2 separate regions of the Drosophila melanogaster genome follow, and region 2 is linked to region 1. A link is a contact called in public Hi-C data. All regions are on one chromosome and are shown on one strand. The core of a region is the stretch at or near the end of the contact, and the rest is flanking DNA. Distances in the headings are between cores, read along the strand shown. Region 1 overlaps mbc (myoblast city). Region 2 overlaps Pli (Pellino).

Region 1 (3,980 bases), core at 1,002-3,501:
GCAAATTAACGTCGCCCAAAACTGGATGCGAACTGGTTTTCTTAGGCGAGCCCCACTGTGATCGGGGAATTCGTGCTTTTATTTATTTACTTTCTTTGCTGCCCGCTACCATTCGAGATGTCTGGCTCTTGGAATCTCTGGTTCCACTTGAGATGGGGTTGTTTGGGTCAGCAGAAATATGAAAAAGGTCAGCTCCGTCAATTCGGATGGCGTTCTTCTTGTTTTCCTCGTTTTTCTTGATAAGACGTGGTCAGCCGTCAGCCAGATAAAACCCAGTGGGAGATACAAGAAGCATACGAAAATGAAACGCAAACAAACTAAACGGCAGCAAAAGGGTCAAACCCATGTATAAATATTGAATCGAGCAATGGAATGGGAAAAGAAAACTTTATCTCTGCATTGGACGGATGTGCTGCCATGCAACTTTGGCAGCCACATATGGTGGCATCTGTTTGGAGTAAAGGATGAAGGAGCGTTGGGCAAGAGCGCTGGCACAGATTTCCTCGAAATACCCAGGCATCTTGAGCGGTAAACAAAGGTCGAGCCAAATGTGCGGCGCTTGTGTACCTGATTTACGATTGCTTCACTCTGAATGTGCCTGTGAAATATCTGTTTCAAGCATTTCCGCTTCTGAACTTTGCTTTGCTTTGGTTGCTGGCTGCTGTTTCTTCTGCTTTTCCGTCTGTCTGTCGATTGTCTGCCACTTTTTTGTCTGCTAATGTCTGGGATGTTTCCCCAACGCTCATGCATATGCATTAGACAAACGACGAGATTGCAGTGAAAGTCGGGGGAAAAGATCTAGCAGATTGTTTGATTAGGCAAGCTACACCGATCAAAATAATAGCAGTGCATACTTTACAAGGAAATTAATGAAGTCAAGTGATTTACAAGTTGTTTTCGCTATCTGTTACAAAGTGATTTCAGGATGGAAACATTTCTTGTCCGTAGTTCACGTAAGTTGTAAGTAACTTTTTAAAGCTTCCCTCAACTTTTTGTTTAATTTGCAGAACTACTCACTTTTGTCTGTAGCCGTAGTACCAATGGGTGGTCTCCTTAAGAATTATGACCGCATCACCCACATCCAGATTAAGGCGATGTGGCTTCGACTCCTGGTCGAAATTGCACTTGGCTGAAAGGAAGATACATTTTAAAATTAGTATAAAATCAAATGCAATGGGAGCTTAGTCTAAAGCACCTTTTCCAGTTGTCAGCCGCTGCGAACTGAACGAAATCACAGCGAAATCAACGCGAATCAACGGGAGCGGAAGGTTATCAATTAGCCCATACCATCATGAGGGGGACGCGCTGATCATCGGAAACTGGGTTGTCGCTATCTGTGCACCCAAGCGGATGGGATATTTGATAAACCCTCGGACGCACCCCCGCCATCCACCAACGTCGTCCCACCGGAATCCCCTTCTTCTAAGCGCTTGTGCAACCAATCCATTTCATACGTGAGATCTAACATACAAATTGTATCTCGCTTTAGGCAACTTCCTCGAAAACCCACTGTCGATAAGACTTGGATGTCTGGCGGGAACTGCAAATGACGCACTTGCATTGTGAATGCTTACTGTTATCGCACCAAGAAGTCGGAAATACAGCTTGGCATACCGGAATCTGCTGCTAGTGCTAAGATAAGTGGTCCATTTTTAAATAAGTCGCAAAACTAATACATGTGACAAGAGGAACAGTGTGCAAACTCTGTTGGTTTAATTTAAGATTTTTTTAACAAACTGCCATAAGTTATAAATTGCGGCAGGTTTGGAGCTCATGTATAACAGTCATAAAGATTTCGTAAGTGAATAATTACAACACTGCTACCGCAGCGTATAAAGTTGTTTTAATATTAATCAAATTAGCTTACAAAAACCCATTACATGCACTCCCTTAGGAGTAGTTGTGTTTTTGCTTCGCCGCACGAGACATAATGGGACATAACCATCGACGCCGACAAACTTCCTTCTTGCCTGATAGTGCAAGTTTGAGATATAAGCAACAGCGTACGTATATAACACATATTGTTGAACACACACAAATGTGCATCCCCCAATAAAAACCCTCGTACTTGTACTCGAGTCCCCATCGCCGCAGTCAAGCGCAAGAGATACAAAATCCAAGTTGAGCCGCCTTCGCGTGGCACGCTCCGGGTGGTGCTGTTGTTGCCGATGGTGGTGCTGATGACTGTGGTAATAGTGGTGCTGCGACTGGAACTGGGACTGGCGGTGGTGCCGATGGCGAATGCGTAACAGAAGGGGAGCAGTGGAGCCGTGGCGTCGGCGGAATGGGATACGGTCCAATGACCGATGCTCGCGATGTTCGCGCAGCCCGATCTCGATGGAAAGCATAACAAGCGAGAACGACCTCCACAGTAGATTAAGAGCGACAGCGGCAGCAATTCGCAAAAGGTATTCAGTGCCGCTGCTGCTGTGCTCCAACAGCAGAGGGCAAATTAATAGGGCTTCACTGCCGACGAACCCAAATATGGTTCATTCACATGCCTATTTATATGTATAAGGCTAATTTGGTTTGTAAAATCATAAATATGGGAATTGGTACGTAAAGATCATGATTCCAAGGATGCTTAAAAGTTAGCGTTTGAGTATATATTGTACTGTTCGTACCAAATAGAATAGACCAATAATATTTATATTTTCCTGCTATCATTTTGACCACAAGTGTACTCTACGTGTGAGATGGTTTTGTCTGCTACTTTTTTTGCGCTTTGCATTTGATTTCGTCTGTCCAATTGCGTGGAAAGTTAACTTGGAGTGGGACTGGGTCAATTGCGGAAACCAGTTGAACGAGCCTCTTTAGAAGAGCTTTCCCAGCTGGGAAAGTTTCGCAAGAAGCGCGTAAATATAGATCTAAGTAATTAAAGACTTATCGAATTGATTGAGTTTATTATTAATATCCAATGCGCAGAGCGATTAGGCGGAATTCACTGCTTTCCACGTCTGGAAGCTATTTATGCGCAAGTAATATAAATACTCGGAAATGGCAATGAATCATCCGACGTCGACGCCTACGACGCAACAGTACCGCTGCGGTCAAGCAATCAGTCACAGGGAATGCCACACCTATAAAGAACCAGAACCCCTGCGTGAGTGGAGTTAAGTTAAGGCAGTTGAGTTCAAGAACGATCAAAAACGTCATTAAATCGAGCCCATTTCCTTTCCTTCGGTTTGTCGATAAGCGAAACAAAGCCTATCCCAAGACCCTTTTTTTCCTTCACTGCAGCAGCGCGACAAACTTGTTGACTAACGGAAACCAGCATAAATAATGAAATGCACAACTTGTTGGACTATAAATACACAGAGATCGCAGGGCGGAGGAGTCACGGCTCAATGGCAGCGAGAAGGAAAAAGGGTTCGGACCAATATAGAAAACCGTCGAAAACAGTCAGCACTCAACAGGCAGGCAGGTAGACCAAGCAAAGTATACTCGTACAATGAACTAGGTTCATTTTAGAAATGCACGGTGGAAAATATTTTAAATACGATTCACGACGATCAGTTCATAAGGTCATATAAATATAACATATTCTTTTCTGGTTGTGTTTTGATATTGTTGTAGAAAGATTATCAGTTAGAAATTCCCCTTTTCGTTCAGTGTAGAGCTCCAACGGATGCAGCTGCACCTGGAAAAGGGAGCTGCTAAAGTGCCCCCCAGCACGTGAACAAAGTGTGCCTTCTCCGCGTCCAAACTAAAGACCCCTTTTGGTCTATAGTTTGCTTAAAGCTAGATAAAAAGCAAAAGCCAAAACAATAATAAATCGCAGTCCATAAAGCAAAGCGAATATATAAAATAAACCGCAGTTAAGGCGCTTCGTCATCAATTGGTGTCGAAGTTGGCGTCGTGACTGGTGACTGGACAGCATGGAAAAAAAAGAGAAATAATAATAAAAAAACCAAAAGTACAACAACGTGACAACCACAGTCACAACTTGGCTCATTTCAAAGTTTCTGGTTTAAATATTG
Region 2 (3,980 bases), core at 381-2,880, 81 kb before region 1:
GGAGGCTACTGCAGAAATAGAAACACTCCACGAATGAAAAGCGAAATGGGTTGTTTCTCCATCTTGGCACTCCGCGTGCTTTTTTTATTTTTAGACAAAATAAAAACGAGGAGGGTAAAAACTAAAAACGAATACTACTGTCAGTCGGCAAAGGAAAATCCATAAACTTAGGAACATAATGTAGCCAAAGCTTGAGGAAATCTAGCCACGCAACGATCAAAGGGTTCCGAAAATACTCTTCTCGGCCAATAGAAGTTTACAGCGCTGAGAACTAAAAGCTAACAATATATAAAGTGAATTCCAAAGAAAATATAAATTGTCTTTATATTTATAGTTAAGATAAGATATAAGTATAGACTTCCTGACTTACATTCTCTTTAATCGAGATATTTATTTATAGCTTTAGAATGTTGATACGAAACCAGATATTTGGTAGGCTTACAAATAATCCGATAAATAGATAAATACTATTTATTCATACTAGTTTGGATGTCTAGATATATTCACCATACCTCTTTTTGCATAGAGTCTTTGCAAAAAAAAAAAAACGTGCTCAAGAGCAGCTCAGACGTTTGCTTTTGCCAAGTAAACTAAATACACTTTTTTTTTTTGCTGCCCTGGCCGTCTGTTTGTTTGTTTAATTTTAGTCAGCTTTGTTTTGGTCGCCTGGGTGCGATGGAGTAGTGCAAATTTGTTTGCCAAAAAAGCAGCTGGGAAAGGCAAGGCGATGGCAAAAATATTGTTCGAGACGTGCGGCTGCATAGGCAAACAAAAAAATCCAAAAACTGGCAAGATCAGGGAGCAGTGCCGGACAAAAAAGTATAGCTTTCATTGTTCAGTTTAGACATGTGTTTTGTAAGAAAAATACAATACAATATAAGACCAAACTACCAGCGACGCCAAACAAGCTTTTAAATGAAATTTCTGCTGATTATGTAACAAACTGAAAGCGAGTGTGGGACAAAGAAAGAGCTATCTTTGTTGTTTTTCCAACCGGGTGCTTAAAGAAAAGTGGTTAAGAAATTGACGAGCGGCAATTTGCATAAATGGAATTAGTGAGCCGCCGCTAACAAGGCTTAAAAAACCCAGCCCAGACCCAAAAACTCTTTGACCCTGCCAGTCGATAACAATAAGTTGTATCTGAAAGATACACAGTCCTGCGCTCTGTATATTTTACGTGTAGAAGATATTTTATGGTACAAGTGTTCTAATGAATTACCTAAATGCACATCTCCTTGCAGTCCAAAGATCGTTCACGAATGTATGTATCTGCGCTAGTTTCATGGATAATTTGTTGCTTATGTGTATACATTTTACTTGGCTTGCTTATTTTTTATGCTCCGCAATTTGGATGTTCTCTTTTGGCCATTCTTTGTGCTTGAATTTCGCTGGCAAAACGAGTTTTTTTTTCGTGAATGTTTTTTGAAGTTGTCTCAATGAGAGTTTCATTCTTGAAATGCAAACAGCTGTGTGGCAGAGACATGTGCACAGATACAGATACAGATACAGATGCGGATATGGATACAGATACGAATACGAATGCGAATGCGAATACTGAGATACAAGCACTCAGATACAGATACATCCACGGCATGTGAATGGGCATGGGAAGCATGAGAAGAGCCCGGCATTTCGCCCATCAGCTAACCCAAGCACAGACCGCAAATTTAACCATAAAATATGGTAACGAAACACCTGCTCTTACCTGCGCAAAAAAAAAAAGTGTCGTCTGTCCGCCCTTCTCACCTGAGTGAGTGTTCTGTGTTTGTGCGTGTGTATGTGTGTGGCTGCCATTGTTTCCCTCCTGTTTATTGTTTAATCTGCCATTGCACTTTGCTGGTTCTTGCATTTATTTGGCATGACACTCGAGGGGCGACACTGCAGTTTGAATATTCTACTAGCACTTCTTTACCCTACTCAAATTTCAAATGCTACGGATGAACAAGAAGTGGAACTATCTATTTCTGCTCTTCAACTACACTTATCCACTGTCGCCGCATGTAAATAGAGACCCTACTTTGCTCCATTCACTCCTCCTCTGCTGTTGACGACAGGCAAACTCAGAGATTTATGAAAGTTATAAATATAGTGAGCCAGCCCAGTCCACGGTTGCCAACGAATCTGGAGCAAACGAAGAAGCAGATGCAGCTGCCATTTGTACTGGGAACAGCCATTCGAATTTGATCGAAAACTTTGCCCGCAGAATGTTATTTTTAAAGTTTTGCTATCGTTGTCGCATTGAGTTATGGCACTACTTTCCTGGTTAACCACAGCACTGTAAATGAGTGTGGATGTATTATGGTAATCTATGGTTTGTGAGCAACTTAATATTTCAGAAAATAGATCATAGATTTCGTCAAAGTTCAAAGTACATCCAAGTACACATTTGGATTACCCCTCTGTACAATTGATTTCTGTGTTTCCATTCACGCTGACCTTTCGACTCTCGCTGCCTGTCGCTTGTTGCTCTTCACACATTGGACCCCGTCATCCGCAGACCCCGCGGTAAACTCAATTAGAGGTGCAGCCAGACGCTAAAAGCCTTGCGAGAGCTCATTTGTCGGGCGGCTGTCGCCCACCTGGACTAATCAAATGAGTGCAACGAATACGTGTGTTACTTTGGTGTAATAATCAAATTAATTTGCATAAGCTGCGATGCGACCCCGTGACATTAAACCGTTGCGGTTCCACTGGTGGCACATCGATGGCCTATGGTCAGGTCACCTCGGTTGCCCTGATTTCAGAGCCCTACCCTTGATGGCGGGGTCCTGCTGCAGTTTTTAGCATGCAATCGCATGGGTGTGGGTGAGAAGGGGAGGGGGGCGGCATGTTTGCCCTTTGCGTTAGTTGGAAAATTTATTGTAATGCGATTGTGTTGGCCAACTATGGGTCTCGTTCTGGGCTGGTTGCTAGCATGCAAGGCAAACCGGCGAAAATCGATGCTTAGAGGGCACTGTCATGCAACGGGGAGGTAACTATATATAATGGAGCACACTTTTACGCCCATTTCCCCACAAATACCAGCTGCAGTTGTACACTTCAAAAAAAAATCACTTTCTGGAAACAAAAATACATTGCAGGTTTAGATATCTTATTATTCACATAAAGGTTCTGATTTTTTTGCGTGCAGCGAAAACCTAAACACACAGACACGAAAATTGATTTCCCTAAACAACAGCAAAAGTACAAAACCGAAGCCGGCACCGCAAATACAGATACAAATGCAAATACAAATACCAGCACAAACTCTGGGGTCGCGCCATCAAAGATATCGTATCTCATGGATGCCCCTTTTAGTATCTGTGGATAGCTACATGTGTACGTGATTTTTTTTTTATAGCGTACACAGTATTTTCAATGTACTCCTGTTTTTTTTTTTTTGCCAGCTTTTTTGGTTGGGCCGTCGTAATGTGCTTGGTTTAGTTTTTTGAAATTGAAATGTATGCAAATAGTGGCATGTTGCCTTTGAAAATCGATAAATTCTTTGATGGCAGAGAGCACAGCTGATTGCATGTGAAGTAGTCACGCAAATAATGGGACATGGGGGTTGTAAAGCCCTCAAAACTGTTGTTTCAAATAATCAAGATTTATGCGATTTGTTAATGAATTCTCGCCACCATACCCCAAAGGGAAATATATGTAGTACCAAAAATGGAAAATGTTTCAATTGAATGTTGAGTAATATGATGGCCCTAGATGGGTAATAGTTGTTTGAGGATTGTGGGACTTTTCCCATGGCTACACGCATATTGTGTAAATATTTACTCCGATTCCAATAGTGATCACATCTCGAATTATTTGTTTGCCTTTGTTTCCCCCCAAAAGTTGGTTTGTTAATTGAATTCAATTTGGACAGCAGTCAAATGACAAACTTTCATTATTATTAATCAGGCTAGGCTTAATCAATTTAACCCAGTTTATTCTCGGCTGCTGCTACCGGGTGGGTGGTCCCATTGTTCGAGTAGTAAATGTCGCCTAAT

The links. Hi-C and Micro-C count contacts between places; a contact is called where the count stands out from the background.
Region 2: a contact with region 1 is called in a Hi-C map of the S2 cell line, with 2.6 times the contacts expected there. A contact is called at or near these places in 4 of 107 Hi-C or Micro-C datasets (the Kc167 cell line, the ML-DmBG3-c2 cell line, the OSC cell line and 1 more) and 1 of 7 datasets of targeted methods (the Kc167 cell line).

The regions. Positions count from the first base shown.
Region 1 is chr3R:23,787,077-23,791,056 of dm6, reverse strand. It overlaps mbc (myoblast city), which reads right to left. Exons shown (of 14, transcript NM_057796.4): 2 at 1,018-1,129. Among named protein-coding and RNA genes, the nearest start is that of mbc, 7.3 kb to the right of the region's middle.
Region 2 is chr3R:23,867,116-23,871,095 of dm6, reverse strand. All of the region lies in intron 2 of Pli (Pellino), which reads left to right. Among named protein-coding and RNA genes, the nearest start is that of snRNA:U1:95Ca, 9.5 kb to the right of the region's middle.